Regions from separate parts of the Sus scrofa genome. Here all the other regions are linked to region 1. A link is a contact called in public HiChIP or PLAC-seq and promoter capture Hi-C data. All regions are on one chromosome and are shown on one strand. The core of a region is the stretch at or near the end of the contact, and the rest is flanking DNA. Distances in the headings are between cores, read along the strand shown.

Region 1 (2,842 bases), core at 182-2,681:
GAAAAGCGGAAGGCATAACGCCCCAACAAGTGCACGGCTGCCAAAGAGGAGCAGGAAAAGTAACTATGCGCAGAGTGCAAAAACCCAGCAGTGAGCTTACGGCGCCTTCAGAAAGCGACGAGGTAAGGTTTCTGAAAAAGTGATACTTAAGTTGGGTCCCGAAGAATGAGAGTTCCAGAGTGGGGCGGCGGGTAGGACCGGACTTTCGGACAGTCACATGCAAAGCCCCAAGGGCAGAGGAAGTCGCGAAATCCTGGGAGCCTGGAGCGGGACGCGCAGGAGAGCGCAGCGCCTTATCCTGACAACCCCAGGGTCGGGAAGCTCCCTTTCTGCAAGGTCTGGAGCCCAGAGCGGTAGCAACAGCAGGACGCGGAGGCCAGGGGCCAGAGCCCCAGAACAGGACCCAGCCTCTTTTGGGCCTCTGAGTTTCTTCTGGGAAACCGGAGGCCGCTGCCCGAATGGGATTCCCAGGAGCACCCTAGTCGCTGGGCCTTGGACCGTTAACACGGGTACCTCCCGCCCGCCCCTGAGGCCCTTCCTCACCACGCTCCGCTCCCGCAGGTTCCCAGGGTGCTCCTCAGCGCGGGAGTCGGTGAAGCTGCAGCTGAGGCCGGGCGGGGGAGGCGGGGCGGGGGCTCACGGAGTGGCTGGGGCGCAGGCCCCGCCCCCCAAACTCCCGCCCTTTCGGAGAGCCCTGCCGCTCCAGCCGGCGCTCCAGAGAGGACTGCATCGCCTTAGGGGCCTCTCGCCATGTTGAGTACTGGCAGCTGTTTTACAAGAGTGGCCCAGAAGAAAAGAAGGGATTATGTTAAGAGACGTTAGATTTCCTCGCCCGAAATGGAGACATCCAGGGTTGCTTATTTGAGCAAAGGAAGTTTCGGTAACAGAAAACACTTGCCCTCAATCGTATCCCTTTTGGCTTCGAGGTTACATACGGCGCATGTGTGTGGTCGCCTCGTTCTAGATGCGCCTGCGCAATGCTCCACTCCCAAACCTGAGTACAATTAACTACGTGCTGAAGGAAACTGGCTCCTGGTCGCGGCAAAACTCAGCTTCAATCTCCGAAACTCCAAGTAGCTTCAGGCTACTCAACATTCATAATATAATTACTTAATGTCATTTGAATACACTTTGCACCGGAGACTGCCTGAATGTCCTGCATCCCACTGGAGAGCTACAGTTTATATAATTTTCTGAATAAGCCTGACTCTCTCTAGAGGACTCTAGAGCGTGTTTTGCACATGGATTATCAATGCACTTTTTTAGAGCTGTAAATTTTATTTACCTGCCATTCTTTTCCACTCCTTGGTTCTCAAATTTTAGTTGGAGAGTCTCTTGTGCAGCGGTTTAAGGATTTGTCGTTGTCACTGCAGTCGCTTAAGTTGCTGCTTTGGCCCGGTTTCTATCCCTGGTCCAATAACTTCCATATGCCCTGGGTGCGGCCAAAAAAATAAATAAAAATTAAAAAATAAAATTTGAGTTGGGGTGTTCCCGTAGTGGCTCAGAGGTAAAGAACCTGACTGGTATCTACGAGGATGCGGGTTTGATTCCTGGCCTCGATCAGTGGGTTAAGTGTCCCGCGTTGCCCTGAGCTGTGGTGTACCTCGACAACGCGGCTGGGACCCCCCCCAAAAAAAAGACAAAAAAATTGGGATTAAAAAACAATAACGGGTATTTCTTAAAATGTAGAGTTTTTTTGTTTGTTTTTTGTCTTTTTAGGGCCACACCCGTGGCATATGGGGTTTCCAGGCTGGGGGTCGAATTGGAGCTGTAGCTGCCAGCCTACACCCACAGCCACAGACACACTGGATCAGAGCCTCCTCTGCAACTGATCCCACAGTTAATGGTAACACTGGATCCTTAACCCACTGAGCAAGGCCAGGGATCAAACCTGAGTCTTCGTGGATACTAGTTGGGTTTGTTAACCACTGAGCCACAACAGGAACTCCAAAATGTAGACTTTTGGATTCCACCCATGGAGAGTCAGTAAACCAGGCATGGAGCCCAGGAATGTGTCTTCCAGCAAATACCCTGAGTGATTATGATGCATTGGGAACACATTTTGAGAAGCATAGCATAAGTTTGTGTATCTCTAGCACCCAGCACAAAGGCTGGTACAAAATAGGTGCTCAGTAAGTGCTGAGTGAACGGATGGATTGATGGGTAGTAGGAGTGAAACAGGCAATGCACAGCCAAAGGGAACCTGAGAAGGGAGCACTTCAATAAGAGCTATATTGTATCTTTTCTCCTAAAAGAACAAAAGTTCTTTCTTTGGGGGGGGGTCTTTTGAGGGCCCCACTCACCCCTGCATGTGAAGTTTCCCAGTCTAGGGGTCTAATCTGATCCCTAACCCACTGAGCGAGGCCAGAGATCAAACCCACAACCTCATGGTTCCTAGTCGGATTCGTTGCTGCTGTGCCACAGCAGGAACTCCCAAAATAAATTCTTAATAGTTACCTTGAGGGAAAAAAAAAATAGTAAGTTGGCAGGGAGGGAGGACAATGAATCTGAAAAGCAAACTATCTTGAAAGAGAAGAAAAAACATCCAGGACATTGGACAGAGAAAAAAGATACAAAGACTCAGTTGTGTGGGAATCCACCCCAAGAAGATGGTCCCCTGACAGGTTGTGTGCAAGAATAGTCACTGCAGTATTTGGAATGTTACCCACACCAACCTCAGGGCTTTTGCAGATGCTTTGCCATCTCCTAGGCCAGTTTTGCCAGAGCTCTTGGATTAGCTGATAACTTCCTCTCTTTCAGGTCTCAAATCAGTTAGGTCTTCCCTGACCATGCTATTTACAGTAATACCCTATCATTTTCTATCACAGTGCTCTTTTTATAG
Region 2 (2,842 bases), core at 247-2,746, 690 kb before region 1:
TATCTTCATCTTCCTATTCCCAATATTGAATTCAGAAAGTATTTAGTAAATATTTGCTAAATAAACAGTTATTGGGAGTTCCCGTCGTGGCACAGTGGTTAATGAATCCGACTAGGAACCATAAGGTTGCGGGTTCGGTCCCTGCCCTTGCTCAGTGGGTTAACGATCCGGCGTTGCCGTGAGCTGTGGTGTAGGTCGCAGACGCGGCTCGGATCCCGCGTTGCTGTGGCTCTGGTGTAGGCCAGTGGCTACAGCTCCGATTGGACCCCTAGCCTGGGAATCTCCATATGGCGCAGGAGCGGCCCAAGAAATAGCAAAAAGACAAATAATAATAATAATAATAAACAGTTATTGCATTTAGAATAATTGCTCATCAATTAACTATCTTTGCTGGTGGCATCTGTGTGCTCCTCCTTGAAAACAACACTCCTTTTCATTCTATTTTCATAACTGTAGTTCTCTTCACTATGTCTTCTGCAGCTGGCACATGGCCTGGCACTAAGTAAAGGCCCTGGAATGCAGAAAGTCACATCCATCCACTTCTACCACCTCCTTACTCTAAGCTACCATATGGCTTGTCCAAAGAGTGACTGCTCCTCCAATCCCTTCTCCAACAGCAGAAGTGACCTTCTCAAAGAGCCAATCTAAGCATGTCACCGCCCACATTTAACATTCTCTGATAAGCTCCCCATGTGGCTCCTGGCAAACCAAAACTCTTACCATAAACCTTCAAGGCCTGCGTGGCATGGTCCCTGGCAACTCCTCTTCAGTCTGGCCCCTTTCAGTCCTTCAAACAGGAGGCTTCCGAGGATAGAAAACTCTTCCCTTCCCTCTTTCTCAAATCACCTTTCTCAGTCACCTTCTCAGCAAAGTTTCCCTAACCTGGGGCTAGGTCAGGTCTCCTATGACACACTCTCATGGTGCCCTGTCCTTTCACTTATCAGAGCAGCAATTCTGCAAATGTTAATAAAGGGCTGTCACCTCCAGGAGACTTAAGTTTTTTTGTTATGTCTAGCACTTACTAGACGCTTGGTAAACATTTACTTAATAAAAGCATGATATGCTTTTTGTAGAGGAGAAACAAAGGCTTGGTTTGGAAAAAAGATCTTATCCGAAGTTACAGAGAGTAGGACAGGACCAAGTCAAGCAGAGCCAAGGCTTCCAGGCCCCCCAAGTCCTAAGGTTAGGAAAAAAGCAAGTTACCCTGGGTACCCAAGGAAGTCCGGGCGACGGTTTATCTAGCGCCGGTTCCTCAGGGAGCAAGGCCCGCAGAGACAGTTGGGACTCACCACCGGCCCACAGACAGGAACGCCGCAGACCCGGCTGGGTGCCCTAGCTCAGGGCCCTCCCCGATCCCGAGTCGGGAAGAGAAGCGGCCCAGCCACACACAACGAAAGCAGAGCAGTTGAAAGACGACATGAGGCCGCACTCACAGACTCGGACCTTGCCCCCGGCTCAGAAACCACGGAAGCCACCGGAAGTTCTTCCGCTTTAGCGCCGGATGGGAGCAACGCGGAAAGGAGCCGGGCGGATCCCTCGGTCGCGGGAGGAATGGCCCGTGGCTGCCGGTTCCGCCTTATCAAACGTTGCCTTTCGCTACTTTTAGTTACTGGTTTTGGCTCCTGAACTGTGGATAATAACATTCATCAAACGATGCATTTTATATCCCGCTCCAGAAACACTTCCACCAGACATGGTTTTTCGTTCTCAATCAGTCAAGGTCTCTGAATTTGGGGTCAAGGTCATGGCTACCCAGTAGCCACTCAGAGCTCAGTCATGGTCCTGGTCAGCCAATCTCTATGCAAGTGACAGTGTCACTGCTGGCCGGTTATCACGGTCCCAGCTTCCAGCCATACTCAGCTGTAGGGGAGAACTTCTGAAACCCAGCCCAGAGAGAACCAGTCTCACAGTAGTCACTACATTGGTCCCTCCAGCCATAATCACCCAGTGTCCTCTGGCAGTGCAGGCCTAGTGTGTTATCTCAGTCAGGCTGTACATGCACATTGAGGGAGGGAGCCTGTCTTGTTCACCCTTGTTTTCCTGTAAACTAGCACAAAGACAGACCCAGCTCAATACATATATTATGCATTTAATTAATGACCATAATTCTTTATTAATTAGTGACTTTTATGTTGGGGCCTAGCCCTGTACTGGGTGGTTCTATCAGAGTTCAACAAAAGAAGCAGAGCCAGTAGGAGGTGTATAAGAACTTATTGAAAGGAATTGGCTTATGTAATTGTGAGGGCTGGCTAGCTAAGTCCAAAATGCACAGGGTAGACCATTTGGTATATGATTTCGAATCCTTGAACAACCCTAGTAAGCAAACAGTATTCCAAACGTACAGAAGAGAAAACTGAGGCTCAGAAGTTACACCGCCAGAGAGTGGTGGGGCTTGAATGCAACGCTCTGACTGGCTGTTCTTGTCCCCATGCTACTGCTTCCTAGCTTGTCTGTCACACTTTCTCAGTGACAGCTGGACATGCCAATCTGTCTCAGTCAAAATTCATCTCTTAGTGTGTAATAGACTAGACCGGGCCCTGCAGTCATGGTTAATCACAATGAGCAACTGCAGGATTAACCAGAGATGGCCTCCATCAGTTACAGCCATGCATGTCAATCTTCACAGCCTGGCGTGTCTGTTCCATTTCCTGCATAAAGAGGATCAGCTCCCTCCCCACCCCTTCCCATTCCCATTCTTAGATGCTGAGCTTGGTCAGTCTGTTTTCAGAGCTCCTCATTCCAGCTGGGCTATCTTCTGAGACTCCAGGGCACTGAACTGTGGACATAGAAGCTCTAGGTGGTAGTTTAGAAATTCCACCTGGTAGGTTGCCTGTCCATCCAG
Region 3 (2,842 bases), core at 90-2,589, 590 kb after region 1:
GTAAGGAGTTGAACCCACATCCTTATGAATGCTATGTAGAGTTCTCAGCCCTCTGAGCCACAATGGGAACTACTATTCAGCCTTTATCTTTTGGAAGTTCCCAGGCCAGGGATCGCACCCACACCACAGCAGCAACCCAAGCCACTGCAGTGACAACGCTGGATCCTTAACCTGCTGCGCCACAAAAGAACTCCCATTTGGCCTTTATCTTAAGAGCAGTGTGGAGCCATCACATAGTTTTTTTTTTTTTTTTTTTTTTTTTGCTTTTGCTTTTTTTAGGGCCACACTTGCAGCATAGGGAAGTTCCCAAGCTAGGGGTCGAACCAGAGCTACAGATGCCAGCCTAAGCCACAGCTATAGCAATGCAGGATCCTTAACACACGGAAGGAGGCCAGGGATGGAATCTGCATCATCATGGAGCCTAGTTGGGTTCCTTAACCGCTGAGCCATGAAGGGAACTCCCCATCAAACAGTTTTAAATACAGGAGAGGCATGATCAGATTTCTTAGAAACATTACTCTAACAGGAGGGTGGAAAAGAGATCGAAGGGGAGCTAAGGAGAACATGAAAAGGCCTTAGATGGCTACTTCACCAGTCCGGGCACACACAGAGTGTGTGCTCAATAAATATTTGTGGAATGAAAGGATTCTTTTTCTTAGATAAGACTAGTGTGCCTGAGCTGTGCAATCTAATATGATGCTTGTAACAGACCTTTAATTTCCATTTTATAGATGAGAAAGCTGAGTTCAGAGGCAGAGAAAATCACATAGCTATCGAGTGAAAGCCAGATCCGAATGCAGGCCTATGACAGACATCAGTGCTGGGTAGGCCTTCCTACAGTTGTGGAGAGGGGAGGGGGCCACACTCCCTTGTACCTTCAGAGCTTGGTAGGGCAACTGTGATGGGAGAAAGTAGAGAGGGACTTACAAGCAAATAATAAAGGCTAAAGTTTATCATCATTAACGTTATTACATACTATGTGTCAGGCACTGTGTCAAGCGCTTTCCATGCCTTCCTTCATTTCCTCTTTGCAAACACTATTATTATCTGTATATTTCATGTGCATAGATCGAGGCTTATGGAGAGTTGACCTGCCCAAGGACATTCAGCCAGAGGGCTCTTATAGGATTGTGCAGTGACTGCAAAGTGGAGGCAGAAGCCACTGACGACACTACCTCGTCGAGATACAAAACCAGCAGATCGCCACACTAAGCTCTATACCGAAGTGAGCGGGCGCGCGCTACCTCGCGCACTCGGAGACGTTTGGTCACGTGGCCAATTCCCCGCCCCTAGTCCGCCCCGCCCTCTCCCGCGCTCCCTCCCTCTCTCCCTCCCTCCCCCTCCCTCCCCGGCCCGGTCCGGCCCATCCCCCTCCCCGCCGGCTCCCTGAGGCCCAGCCGGGTCGGGCTGCGGGCGGCCGGGAGCCGACGGCCAGATAGACCCGCGCAGGCGAGGACGGACGGACGGACACACGGAGGGCCGCGGGCATCCACGGCCCGGGCCGGTGCTCCGAGGCCCGCCCGGGAGGGCTGGGGCCGCGCTCAGGTGAGGTGACGGCGACGCGGGCCCGTAAGGGGTGGGCCCGCCGGGCGTCCCTGGTGCTGGCCCGGTTAGCTTCGTGGGAAGGAGGCGCCGCCCGGGCCCGGCGCGGGAAAATGGCGCCGGCCGACCGTGGAGCACGGCCCCTGTGCGGGCCCGGCCCGGAGCCGCCCCGCCTGCCTGCCCGCCGCGCTCGTGTCCCCGTCGCCATGTTGGGGAGCGGGCCCCGGGCCTACGGGCGGGGGCGCTGGAGGGAGCGGGGGGCTTGGGCGGGATGGGGAGGGTGCAGGACAAGGTGTCTGGGGCGCTCAGGGAGTGCTGAGCCGGCCAGGGTCTGCACCGGGTGGCGCTCCAGGCCCGAAGAACTGGCGGGAGCCGGACGTGGGGTCGTGGTCGGGGTCGCGGAGAAGGGACGTTGGGTCCAAACGGAGCTGGGGTCTGGATCACTGGGGCTAGGAGAGCAGGATCTGGAGCTGGTTTAGGCAGTGTTCATGATCCCAGGCAGGTAGGGCGCGGAGGGGCGTGGGATCTGAGCTCAGGCTGTCAGGGCTGGGACAGTTCTTTGGGGTTGTGATTAGAAATGGGGGCCCTTTAGGTACAGACGCTGGTATCAGATTGGGGGCAGTCTTCGGAGTCTCAGGGCAAGTCCGTATAACTCCCAGGGGGCTGAGGACATATTTGCCCTCAGGATCCTCCACTCCTCATTGGGAAGAGGAACAGAATAAAGTAAGGCTTTGATGAGGAAAAGAGAAAAGGGGGACTGAGGTTTGGATGCAGGAGCTGGCCAGCAAGAGATGCGGAATGAAAGTGGTTGGCCAGAAGAGTCTCCATCAACTTTGGGAGTTTGTGTGTGTCTTTAAAAGGAGGGACCAGGCTGTTTGTGGGCGGTGACCCAAGGTGTCTTCCCAGGAAGGGAACAGCCCACTGTTTTAAGAGCAGGGTCACCTGGGGAGGTCATCCGAAAGGTGTTAGTGAAGCCAGTAGGAATGGTGCAGAGGAATGAATGTATAGTTCTTAGATCATGTAAGGATTTCAGATCATGTAGTGATTTTAGCTGAGACAGAAAGGAAAACATGACTTCTAAAGATCTAAGCAGTTAATGGCAGAAGAGGTACTGGAACTTAGCCTGCTGCTGTCTCATTCAACACATTGTCTTAGAGGAATTTGCTAGCTGGGAGAAATTGTTAGGGAGTCAAGCATGGCAGCATATGTCAAAGAATCATTAAATAATTTATTTTGTTTTTGTAATGAGTTTGTCTAGTACAAAAACTGAAAGGGATACAGGAGCCCAGTGGGTTAAGAA

Evidence for each region. Promoter capture Hi-C pulls out the DNA fragments that hold promoters and counts their contacts. HiChIP or PLAC-seq counts read pairs in DNA pulled down with a chosen protein or histone mark.
Region 2: a contact with region 1 is called in a promoter capture Hi-C map of liver, with 2.2 times the contacts expected there. The contact joins the promoter of AAR2 here to the promoter of CEP250 in region 1. A contact is called at or near these places in 1 of 5 promoter capture datasets (liver) and 1 of 2 datasets of contacts at active chromatin or transcription factors (alveolar macrophages).
Region 3: an H3K27ac HiChIP or PLAC-seq map of alveolar macrophages shows a contact between it and region 1. The contact joins the promoter of NCOA6 here to the promoter of CEP250 in region 1. A contact is called at or near these places in 1 of 5 promoter capture datasets (liver) and 2 of 2 datasets of contacts at active chromatin or transcription factors (alveolar macrophages and skeletal muscle).

Annotation. Positions count from the first base shown.
Region 1 is chr17:38,808,313-38,811,154 of Sscrofa11.1, reverse strand. It overlaps CEP250 (centrosome-associated protein CEP250), which reads right to left and starts at 1,431. Exons shown (of 34, transcript XM_013985307.2): 1 at 544-1,431.
Region 2 is chr17:39,497,353-39,500,194 of Sscrofa11.1, reverse strand. AAR2 (protein AAR2 homolog) reads right to left here and starts at 1,496. Exons shown (of 4, transcript XM_001926938.7): 1 at 1,204-1,496.
Region 3 is chr17:38,220,401-38,223,242 of Sscrofa11.1, reverse strand. It overlaps NCOA6 (nuclear receptor coactivator 6), which reads left to right and starts at 1,339. Exons shown (of 16, transcript XM_021078293.1): 1 at 1,339-1,545.